2 separate regions of the Mus musculus genome follow, and region 1 is linked to region 2. Evidence: chromatin contacts called from public HiChIP or PLAC-seq data. All regions are on one chromosome and are shown on one strand. Each heading gives the region's core, a stretch centred on a gene start, on an enhancer-like site or on the middle of the called end of the contact. The rest is flanking DNA. Distances are from core to core; before and after follow the strand shown. Region 1 has its middle 18 kb from the start of Serpinb6b. Region 2 has its middle 19 kb from the start of Serpinb1a.

Region 1 (3,121 bases), core at 395-2,894, 150 kb before region 2:
AAAGACATGGCTGCTTTTGAAAAACACAACTCTGCTTCTTGCACAGCACATCTGAAATCTGGTCCAGGTGGGTTTTTGTTGCTTTATATCTTCAGTTAAAGCAACGTGCCCCCCATGGATGTCAAAGTCATCAGCACACGGGTCTGTGAGATAGGAACTCATGAGACTAGCACCTGTGCATCAAAGAGTAAACATGCAGTCTGAGCCCACATATCACCAACTCCAAAGTCTATGCTGCTCTGCTTGAAGAAAAAGGGAAGACCACCAAGAAACTGTAGATGGATTCAGGCACTCAGATGGGAGCATCATAAGCAATTCATGGGAGCCATCTTTGAGGTGTCAGGTGTGTGTCAAGGTCATTACTCCAGGAAATCGTAAATGAACATCACCCCTGTCTCTCAGTGGAGAAACATGAGTAGGTAAAGAGGCTTAGGAGCCATCTATCTCAAGGCAGCTCACTGTGGAAGGAAGAGTTTTGGGAGTTTCCTTTATCCTGCCCATGGAGGAGTGCCCATCTCCCTGACACAAGTCCTCTATGTGCCCCTCTCTCTGTCTTTAATATTTTCTAATCCACTGGAGTCATGTTCTTATTCTTATAAGTATGCTCACTCTGCCCTGTATTTAAATGTTTAATCATGTTTCCTTTATTGGTGGTGCCTGGAGTACTACCTTATTGTTTCATCCTTCTATTCCAGTTGCTTCTAGGAACCATGACTTAATCTCACTTCTGGTTCTTTCATCATTCCATGGAGTTTGACTTCCAGTCCAATATACCCCAAAACTCTCCCCAAGGAGTCATTAGTACACTATCCTCTACACAGCCAAACATACACAGAGCTTATTCTATTTTCTTCAGTGGTGACATTTAGTCCTTCAGTTTGGACTTTCCTGATTTTCCAAGTGACCTTTCCACTATTGTTTTTCCTCTTCCTCCACATCCTTTATCCTGCTCTGAGGTGCTTGAACATTCCACTCCTATGCTATAGTGTTCTTGAACAGAACAGGACAAGTTTTAACTGGTCTTGTGAGTGTAAAAGGAGATTAATATTCTGTATATATCAATTAATGCTGGAAATTAATACAGACACAGTTGCTCCTTAAACAGCTACTTCCCCAAATAACCACAGAAAGACCTTATAATATCTCAAAGCCTATGCCTTGGCTGGGCATACACTCAACTAGCTCATCTAGTTAACCTGATCACTTATCCAGCAGGTGGCTAGCTATACTTTCTAGCCCTGTAGTCATATCCATCTCCCAGCTCGTGTCTCTTTGTGAAAAGCCTTTCTTTTTATTCTCACCAGAGTTCCTTTCTCCCTATGAGGAAGGTTCATCTTCCTCTCTCTACCGCCCAATCATATGATTTAGCCTTTTATTGACCCATTAACTAAAGCAAGGTTTGCACAACAAAAGCTGGTTGATGTGTGTGAAAATACACCAACACCAGACCAACTCCAACACGTGAGCTATAGACATTATTAGTCATGAAGCTGATGTGGGCCCCTTCTCTAGTTCTGAAACTAAGTCATCTAAATTTTTATCTCCTCATTATTTGCATTTTTCCCTTTCATATAACATACTGATCTAATGTGCACACTAAAGTCCACCCAGTGATTTCGATTCGAGTAGTGCACACCAAGGTTGAATGTCATCACATTCTCTTTGCCCAGAGAGTGACCACAAACACAAATGAGAAGGCAGAGCCTAAGAGAAACCACAACAGAGTGATACATGAGGGATGATTCACATGTTCAACTTGATGGATTCTAGAATCACGTGGGAGATGAACCACACCTGTTGATTAGGTTAATTGAGATAACAATACTTATCCAGAGAGGGCAGCCTCATTCCATGGGCTGGGGTCTTAAATGAGTAAAAAGAAGAATTTGAGCCGAAAATACTTTGCTTTCTTCTTCCCAAATGTGGATGCAAAGTTCCCACTTGCCTCAAGTTCCTGACATTATGATGGACTATAACCTTGAGTCGTGAGCGTCAAAACTGAATTCCTCTTTCCTTAAATTGCTTTTCTAAGTTATTTTGACACAGCAACAAGTAAAATAGCTAATATGCTTTGCAATGTTGGATATTCCTAATTATCTATGGGTTGGAACAACTGGATGAGGATGTGTGTCCAACATTGTGCATCATCGAGCAGAGCAAAAGTCATTATGCTGAAGCCTTCTGTGCTCTGCTGAGACATCTGTCATCAGTCTCACAACCCTGCCAACCACTGATCTTTTCTCTTTGTAGTTTCACCTTTTTTATAATGTCAAATCACTTTAATTGCATAGAATGGCCCTTTTAATTCAGTAATATACACATAAGGTTCTTGGATGTCTTTATATGGCTAGGTATATTGTTTTCAGGAATGAGTAACAGTCCATAGTGTGGTTGTGAGACCTTGGTCTTTTCCTCTGAAAGCATTCAGCTATATCTCCACTGACATTTGAAAAAATACCAAATCCTATGATTCAGAGACTGAGTGTGTTGATCTACCCAAATTAATTCTCACACTGGGGTTTCTTTTTCTCTTTTAGTCTAGGGGGCACCCCCATAAACAGTTTATTAAGATGAGGACATATATAATCACATCTGTGTTTTACATCCTGACCACATATGAGAATTACATCATGGGAGGCTATTGTTATGGGCAATGGTGAAAAAGAGGTGTTTCAGGGTCTGCTTGTGATCCAACACAACTGAAAAGTCAGTTCAGGAAATAAATGATTATTGCTATCAAGCCACTACTGATTGATCAGGGATGCAAAACAGACTTGGGAGTTGAACTGTGACTGTAAGCCAAAAAATTACAGAGCTTTTAAGTATAAAAATAAATCACAAAAGCCACATTTGTGGGGTTTTTGTCAAGTTACAGTTTGATTTCCTACCCATCACGATTCAGGGACAGGGGACTTTCCTAGGAACATTTCTTCGTGGTATACTATTCTATTCTCATTTGCGGCTTTATTCATCTGTAGTGGGACAACTTGCCAAGCGTTCATGTCAAACAGGATTTCAGGGAGGTCTTGGGATATTAAACTTCTTTGAGCCCCTATTGAAAATGGAAGTTTTATTCAAAATGGCTTCAGTTTGGTTGGGACCTTGACAGGCAGAACACACA
Region 2 (3,198 bases), core at 576-3,075:
AGAAACTTAATTTAGTTTACCGATCCCTTTGGCTCACAGCAATTCCAATGTGAGGGCTGGTACTGTTAAATCTTCAATATTGTGTGCCAACATTCGCAAAGAATTCCCACCTTGAAAAAAAAAAAAGACCTGAAATTCAAGGGGCTCATAATATTAAGGTACAAGACGAGGAGAGGTGGGTGGGAATAGTGTGTGTGTGTGTGTGTGTGTGTGTGTGTTCAGAGATAGACATGGTTAAACCCCTTACTTACATCTGTCATAATGGGACCTACTATTTTGTGCAATCAATATAAACTGATTTTAAAAAGAACTTCGATCTTATTTTGCTTTTCTGCCCCTTGCCTTCCCTTTTCTCTTGGCTATTAAGAAACGCTTGTCCTAGATACAAGCAATTTTGTTTCCAGTTACACAGGAAACCATTGTCTTCCTGAGCTGTTCAACCACAGCTCGGTTGTGATGGCAATGAAACCCTTCAGAAGCCCTCTTTGTCGGCTCACTTTCTGAAAACAGTAAAGTGAACTCACCATCATGTGACAAGTCCCAATGAAAGACAGCAAAATGATTGTTTAGCTAATACTGCTAAAATTCCCACCAGCCCAGTAAGAAAAGTTACCCCTCTATAGGAAAGATCCCGGCTCCTCTCCACCTCGACCTCTCCTGCCCTTGATTTTAACCTTCACTTATGAGAACAGACTGTCCTAGTCTTCTGGGGGGCAGATTTTGCTTCATCTTGATTAAAAATAATGGCAAAGATTCAAAAAAGGGAGATATATCTCATACTTATCTACATACTAGAATATTTTTAAGCTTCTTTAATCCTCTCATCCGGCTAATGAGTTAGATGTAACATGTTCTCATTGTATGGATGATGAAACCAATAAAGAGATGTTACACAAGCTGTCCACAGTCTCAAGAGCCAGCTTTCAGCCCAGAGAGCCCGCCCATTCATCTATGCACTGACACTGTCTTGCACAAAGCCTCACACGGGGAAGGGAGGGAAGGATGGAGGGACTCTTCCAAACATGTCAGGACAGCCTCTAGGTGACTAAGCTTTGCTGTAGATCTTGGAAGTCATTGCTCACATCCATTTGTCAGTGTTTCTGAATCCTGGAAATGCCTAGCAGCTGGAGACAAGGGTGAGCAGAGCAGACTTTCCTGCCATAGACTATTTTAACAAGGAAAAGACAGGATGAGGGCTCCAAGCATAAAAGGCAGGCTCTGTGGAACACAGATTCAAGAAGAAAGGAGATTGTCAGTCATAGAGCAGATCCCACAGCCATGGAAATGAAGACCGTGGCCCAGTATTCTGTAATGTTCCTTCAAATCCAACATTCTACAGACTTCATGGACCTGGGAATGTACGGGACTCACTGGTCAAATGTTGGTGATCTAACAAGAATAATATAAGGGAATTTGGCATCAACTGGTATAGGGAGCAAAGGAAGGCTTGCGTGAGTGAAATCCTGAGGAGATATGGATTTTTATCATGGCCAAGGCTTTGTGGAGGACAGCAAAGGCCTGCCAGACACATGGCCAATTGACAAAGCTATTATCCATATGGGCCAGGCTGGGCGCAGCTGTGTCAAGGATGCCCAAGGCCTCACATGGGAAATAGGCAAAGCTGTTTCGCATATGAGCCAGGCTCAAGAGAAATTGCAAGGCTTTTCTTGGGAGTTCTGGTGTACTGTTTAGGAAGACTGATAAGTGTCTACAAAGTCTAGTAACTGTATTTCCTTCTCCCAGTGTGTACAAAGGCTAGCAACTGTATCTTCCTCCTCCGCAGTGTTTACAGACTGACACTGCTCATGCAGATCTCCTACCCCAGAGCCAACTAGCCCCGCCTTCTGTACCTACCTAATTTGGTTTCAGGTTGTGGAGAACTCCCACAGGACCCCAGTTTCACTGTCTGTGAGTCACATGCCCTTGCTACCTCTGGCCAGAGTTCTGGGACCCAAGTAAGTAGGGAGATGGCAACCTGGGTTCATTGTACTGAGAAAAAAAAAAAAAAACTACAATCACAGTATAATTTTAAATACACAAGAGACAAAGTGTTCCAGTCAGTGAAACAGATGCACAGTTCTCAGAGAGGCAGAAGTTATGTTTACAGACAGAATGGGTGAGCTGGGTGCACTGGTTCTTTGGAAGAGTGTCCACCCTGATCCACTCATAGCTCAGTCATTCTTATTCAGAGATTTACAGCCTAATATTGAAGATTGCCAAGGGTTATTACTGAAGGCTATCTCTTTGACAACCAACCATGTTGCCTGGCAACAATTTCCTTGTTGATTTATTATCTCTTCTTATCATTGTTTCTGTAACTTCCGCAAATCTATCCCTATTCTGTTCCCTCCCACATGAAATAAAGTTCCTTTATATTCTGGGCTTGCCAGGCAGCAGGAGAAAATGATGGCTTCATCAGACTTAATTGTGACATAAAAAGCTGGATGCTTCGCTATTATTTCAGCCCCAACTTCAGTTTGACTTTAAGGCATTACTTGAAATTCCTATCGACTATTAAAGCAACACTCGCAAAATCTTGTGACAGCTATCGCAGTCAGGATGGAAGAAACTGGGATGTGAAATTTCACGGTTTAGCTTCTCGTGTTGGGAGGATCTGATCAGAACTAGACTGCCTACAGGGCAGGGGTGGGGTGGGGTAAGGAGTCCAACCTTTGAACAATATAAAGCAGGAGGGTACGTGGTTCCTTTTTCTAGTGGTCAACATGCTGAAAGAGTCTTAGGTAGAACAGTTGAAATTTGAGGGATGTATTGTGACAGAAGTTAGGTTCATTTAAGCCATGAGGAATTTCGTTTTCCTCTGTGTGTGTGTGTGTGTGTGTGTGTGTGTGTGTGTGTGGTATGTGTGCAGGTACATGTGTGTGGTGGTCCAAAGTGTTCTTAATTACTATACCTTATATATCAAAGCAGACTCTTCTCCCTAAACAAGCAGCATGCCATTTCAGCTGGTCTCACTAGTCAGTTTCCTTCAGGGATCATCTGCAAGGATTACCAGCGGCTGCTATGCCTACCCAGCTTTTACATGGGTTCTTGGGCTCTGAATATCTGTCTTCACAGTTGCCTGGTAAAGAACTTTACCCTCTGAGCTATTTCGTCAGGCCCCCGGAAAGAAAGTTAGATAAGTCATTCCTGGTGGATCTCAGAGCTTCAATGCTCAGAGGTCTGATAATGTCTGGAACT

Evidence for each region. HiChIP or PLAC-seq counts read pairs in DNA pulled down with a chosen protein or histone mark.
Region 1: a CTCF HiChIP or PLAC-seq map of CD8 T cells shows a contact between it and region 2, with 6 read pairs. The contact joins two enhancer-like sites. A contact is called at or near these places in 1 of 39 promoter capture datasets (the C10 cell line), 1 of 15 datasets of contacts at CTCF or cohesin (CD8 T cells) and 2 of 9 other capture datasets (adipose tissue and liver).

Annotation. Positions count from the first base shown.
Region 1 is chr13:32,981,409-32,984,529 of GRCm38.p6, reverse strand. No RefSeq gene overlaps it. Among named protein-coding and RNA genes, the nearest start is that of Serpinb6b, 18 kb to the right of the region's middle. Within about 2 kb of position 1,644, at least 9 of the 459 cell types and tissues checked have an H3K27ac peak or open chromatin away from gene starts, as enhancers often do. A contact at or near this core is called in CD8 T cells, where this site is marked.
Region 2 is chr13:32,830,713-32,833,910 of GRCm38.p6, reverse strand. No RefSeq gene overlaps it. Among named protein-coding and RNA genes, the nearest start is that of Serpinb1a, 19 kb to the left of the region's middle. Within about 2 kb of position 1,825, at least 119 of the 459 cell types and tissues checked have an H3K27ac peak or open chromatin away from gene starts, as enhancers often do. A contact at or near this core is called in CD8 T cells, where this site is marked.